Regions from separate parts of the Hordeum vulgare genome. Here region 2 is linked to region 1. A link is a contact called in public Hi-C data. All regions are on one chromosome and are shown on one strand. Each heading gives the region's core, a stretch centred on a gene start, on an enhancer-like site or on the middle of the called end of the contact. The rest is flanking DNA. Distances are from core to core; before and after follow the strand shown.

Evidence for each region. Hi-C and Micro-C count contacts between places; a contact is called where the count stands out from the background.
Region 2: a contact with region 1 is called in a Hi-C map of leaf, with 5 times the contacts expected there. The contact joins the promoter of LOC123446554 here to the promoter of LOC123448814 in region 1. A contact is called at or near these places in 3 of 6 Hi-C or Micro-C datasets (leaf and seedling).

What each region holds. Positions count from the first base shown.
Region 1 is chr4H:426,366,712-426,369,411 of MorexV3_pseudomolecules_assembly, forward strand. LOC123448814 (protein high chlorophyll fluorescent 107) reads left to right here and starts at 1,419. Exons shown (of 8, transcript XM_045125833.1): 1 at 1,419-1,889; 2 at 2,124-2,267. The coding sequence starts at 1,542.
Region 2 is chr4H:426,937,377-426,940,076 of MorexV3_pseudomolecules_assembly, forward strand. It overlaps LOC123446554 (extensin-like), which reads right to left and starts at 1,293. Exons shown (of 3, transcript XM_045123126.1): 1 at 1,045-1,293; 2 at 655-699; 3 at 1-571. The coding sequence starts at 1,140.

The sequences.
Region 1 (2,700 bases), core at 169-2,668:
GAGGCGGGTGGGTTGAGATCGACAGCGGTGACGGTTGAGGTCGGCCGCAGCGGCGAGTGGTGTGGCGGCGGCCTGGGCACAGACGAGGGTGACCCAGGGTCGACGGGAGGAGGCGATGCGTACGGGTATAATTTTTGCAGCGAATCGTTTTTTCCTTTTGCGTTGCAGATAAATGATGAAGCGCGGGTTGAATAACAAAAATTACAGGGGTTTTTTATAAAAATGACGCGGTGGGTTTTCCGACGGAAGCAATAGCCGCTTTATTATTAGGTATAGATTAAGTAAAGATTAAAAGATATGAGTATTTTAAAAAATATTTAATATATACTACGAGTTTAATGTCAGAAACAGTAAGGACTTTTTTGTAAAATCACCTCGGTGGGTTTTCCGACGGAAGCGATAGCCTCTTTATTATTATTAGGTAAAGATTAAAAGATATGAGTATTTAAAAAAATATTTAATATATACTACAAGTTTAATGTCATAAACAGTAAGGGCTTTTTTGTAAAATCACCTTGGTGGGTTTTCCGACGGAAGCGATAGCCTCTTTATTATTAGGTAAAGATTAAAAGATATGAGTATTTAAAAAAAATATTTAATATATACTACGAGTTTAATGTCATAAACAGTAAGGGCTTTTTTATAAAATCACCTCGGTGGGTTTTCCGACGAAAGCGATAGCCTTTTTATTATTAGGTAAAGATTAAAAGATATGAGTATTTTAAAAAGTATTTAATATATACTACGAGTTTAATGTCAGAAATAGTAAAAGCTTTTTTGTAAAATCACCTCGTAGGTTTTCCGTCGGAAGCGATAGCCTCTTTATTATTATTAGGTAAAGATTAAAAGATATGAGTATTTAAAAAAAATATTTAATATATACTACGAGTTTAATGTATAAACAGTAAGAGTTTTTTTATAAAATCACCTCGGTGGGTTTTCCGACGGAAGCGATAGCCTCTTTATTATTAGGTAAAGATAGGTATAGATTAACGGAGTCAAACGACCCTACAACCACCGTCTGTGGCAGTAGGATGTTAATACCTACCGTCATAGCGGTTGACGATAAGACAAAAGGTCAAATCCATCTATTGTTTTCGTAAATGAGTTTAGATCGGGCTAAACTACGTAAAAATAATGAAAACATTGAAATCGTCCTCCCCGGGCCACAATCATTTTCTTGCGTAACTATATATCTTCTCCTTTCGAAAACACAAGACGGGCATCCCGCCTCGTGTCCAATCGCACGCCGAGGTGAAGCGCTCGTCCCAGAGAGGTTTTGCCGGTCCGGTCCGGTGAGACTCAAAAAACACCGACCTTCACTCTCGGCGACGTGGCGCGCTCTGGGCCTCTCCAACGGCTTCCCGCATCCCCGCCTCCCCCTTCTGCCCCCGCAGCTCCGCCCACGGCGTCAACAGCACCACACGCGCGCGGGCAATCCCGTAAACTTCGCACCCCCTCCCTCACTAAGCCGCGCCCCGGCCTCGCCTGCCCCGCTAGCTGCTCCGACCAGAGCACCGCGTCGCGCTCCAGCCAGCGCCATGGCGATGCGGCTCTTCTCGTCCTCGCCGCCTCCCCCGCCCCTCCCGGGCCCTGCCACCGCCAAGGCCTCATCCGCCGCCGCGCTCTTCTCCCTCCGCCTACGCCGCGGGAGGCCCGTTGACGCAGCTGCCGCGGCAGGGGGAGGGCCCGAGCGGGACGGGGAGGGGCCCTTCGACAGGAGAATGGAGGAGATTGCCAAGAAGGTCCCGCTCTTCGAGCCGGCCATGGGCGAGCCCGCCGCCACGGCTGAGCGCCCGCTGCCCATCAACCTCGAGCTCTGGCTCCACCGCGCCAAGGTGCACACCAGGAAGTACGAGTTCGCGGAAGCCGAGAAGCTCCTCAACAAGGTAGTGCGCACCTACAGCACAGCATTCACCGGAATTCCATAAGCACTGCGTCTGCAATTCTGCATGCATCCAAAATAATACTCCTACTAGCATGACATCTCACTGAAATACAACGAGGGATAATGAGGCCACATTGTGCTCTAAAATGCTAGTAGTATTGTTTAGGATGATGATCAAGTGCCTAATTGTTTTGGTTGCTCTAAGCTAACGACCCCTTTCTGAATTCTGATCCAGTGTATGCTGTATTGGCCTGAAGACGGGCGCCCATACGTCGCGCTTGGGAAGCTTTACAGCAAACAGTCGAGGTTTGACAAAGCTAGAGCGGCTTATGAAAGGGGATGCCAAGCCACACAGGGAGAAAATCCATACATTTGGCAGGTTTGCGCGTCATCACCTCACTTTGCTAAACCGACTAGTAGAAAAATTATACCATGTGAGCAATGCAGGGCATGTGGTTCGTCCTCTAGAGGCTTATGTGTCAACATAAATAATGCACATGTGGTTATTTTAATATCTTTAATATGCCAAGTGTATTATTACTATTTTTGGTTAATATGCCATTCGTGGATTGGACTGTCTTAACTATAATTCGTTCGTCTGTATGTTAAACTCGGTGTTTCTGAAACGAAAAAGAATGCACTGGGAGCACCTATAAGGGTTAATTTTTTCTGATTGTTAAGTATTTAGCTTTCATTAACACACGTTATTCATGTCAGAATATAATTTCTTGAATTATTCTTACAATCCGGTAGAAAATGTAGGAAGTCATTCTAGATTTTTGATTGAATCCTCTGTGATGTGCCCAACTGGA
Region 2 (2,700 bases), core at 43-2,542, 570 kb after region 1:
CCGACGTAGGCCGGCGTCCCGTCGGCGAGCCGAAGCCTGGTGGTGGGGAGAGGATCGGCTCCAACTCAGGCTGGCCCCTGCACGGCGACGAAGGCGGAGGCACCACGGTCTGTGGCCGCGGCGTGGGCGACGGAGGCGGAGGTGGCGGTGTAGGGGAGCGCATCCATCGCGGCGGAGTCGACGGCGCCGCCGACGACATCTCCTCACACTCCTCTTCCATGACCACCTCCTCCTTCACCTTGGCCGTGTTGGAGGCGGCAGGGCGCTGGTAGGGGGAGGTGCGCGTCCTCTTGGAACGCGGGCGGCGCAGGCGCACCGCCAGCGCGAGTATGTGGTGGGCGGGCGGGGGCATGGGCTCCACCGGGTCCGGCGTGTCAGCGAAGGCGGAGAAGGCGGTGACGCAGCCGATGGGGCACTCCGCCCAGCCGATGGCGTCGACGTCGGCCGCGGCCTGTGCGGCGGCGATGCGCGCGGCGGAGGGCGGCGCGAGCGCGGCGCTGTGCAGGTGCAGCGTGGAGCGGCGCGGCGGCTGCAGGTCGACCTCCCCCACCATGTGGTCCATGATCTCGGGCTGCAAGGGCAACTCCATCCCGTCAATCACACCAGCAGCGGAGAAAAGCAAAAGGCGAATGCATAGATAGATGGAGGAAAAACCTTGGTGGCGCGGTGGAGCCTGGTGAAACCATGCATGTAGAAGATCTGCAAGCAGACGCACGCAGAAAAGAAACACATCACATGATACGCAGGGAGAGGACATCCAGATTCGGTTAACAAAAATGGAACAAGAAGAAGAAGAATCAAGAACAATATTCATTACTACTGTGCTGTTTTTGTGAGTTAGTTAAAAATGAAAGGGAGATTCAGTTAAGGCACATTGTAAAAAGAAGAAGATAATCCCTACAAAAGTATATGAAAGAAAAACAGCGGCGTCATACACTCAAGAACATCGACGACCGGAGTTTGAAAAAGAAAAGATCAACGATCAAAAAAGGAAGTTGGAACCAAAACTAAACAAGCAGATGAGATGGATTAGCAAGCACGTACGTTGTTGAGGTGGACGCTGGTGAGGCGCGTGCCGTAGGGATCGACGAAGAAGCTGTGGTACCTCTCCAGCGTCAGGCTCAATCTCTCCTTCCCCATGGCCTCGCCCTCTCCTCTCCTCTCCTCTTCCCAATCACGCCTCGCCCTCTCCTCTCCTCTCCTCTTCCGAATCACGCCTCGCCCTCTCCTCCCCTTCTCCGTCCTCTTTGCGTTTCTCAACTCTCTCTCTCTCTCTCTTTATCTCCCCTCCCCCCCTCTCCCTCCCTTCTGGTCTTGCTTTTTGCCACGGCCAACACGCTCAATCGGCACGTTACGTTTTCAAAAAAAAAAAAAAAAAAATCGACACGTTACGTGCAGATTTGGTGCTGCCCAGAAGCGCAGAGCAGGGCAGGGATGAAGGAATTGATGGGCTCCTGTTTGTTGGTGGGCAGTTCCGGGCCCCACCAAACAGAAGAGAACAGGCTTTCCCTCGCGTGCACAAGGTAAAATTGACAAAAATGATCCCTAGAAAGAAAAAACTCACGGAGTGACCCTTCGGGGAAAATATGTCACTCGGCTGACCCTTTTGTATGGCGTCCGACACCTAGGCGCCACACTACACTGTGTGACGCCTAGCCGTTCGGCGCCACACCCCCCGACCATCTGGCAGAGAGGGCCCATCCCCCAGGCCATGTGACGCCTAAGCCTCAGGCGTCACACATTGTAATGTGTGGCGCCGAACGCTTAGGCGCCACACATTGACTTAACAGGCTACGGGCCAGCCCCCCTCCCCACCCCCTCCCCATTCCCCTCCCTCATTCAAACAGAAACAGCAACGGCGACGGCTGGCTCTCTTCGAATCCCTAATCCCCTCCCCCATCTCCTTCAGATCTGGTGATTTCTTCCTTGGATTGATCCCCCAAGGTTGGCTACTAGGTAATCTCTTCCGTTTCCCATCCTTATATCCAAGTGGAATAGGTTTTTGTTGAGTAGATTGATTTGAGTAGGTTCTTAGGATTTGACTAGTTAGGATATGAGTAGTTAGTATATTAGTAGATTCATATTAGTAGTTAGTATTAATAGTTAATATATGACTAGATTGATATGAGTAGTTAGGATATTAGTTCTTAGGATTTTAGTAGTTAGTATATGAGTAGATTCATATGAGTTCTTAGGATTTGAGTAGTTAGGATATGAGTAGATTCATATGAGTTCTTAGGATTTTAGTAGTTAGTATATGAGTAGATTCATATGAGTTCTTAGGATTTGAGTAGTTAGGATATGTAGATGAGTAATTTTTTGAATATGAGTATTTTTTTTGTGATTTGTAGGATGGTGTGGCTTGTGAATAATGTTTATGACGTTGAACACCGGGCCTATTTCATGTCGGAGAAGAAAATGGTAAGTAGATCATATGATAAAAAAACATGTATTTAATAAGCACTTGAAAATGTAATAAGCACTTGATATCTTCTTCTCCTATCTGTTTGCAGGAGCTTACGCCCTCGAAGATCCGGTATCATGGGGCATCGTCTGTAATGCAGTACGATGAGCGGCACACCCCATACATCGAGATGATATGACTCCTTCCATTCATTCAGCTTGTGAGTCGGTCAACGCCTAATCTGAACGCTGCGGCAGTCACATCACTTATTGATCGTTGGAGGCCGGAGACACATA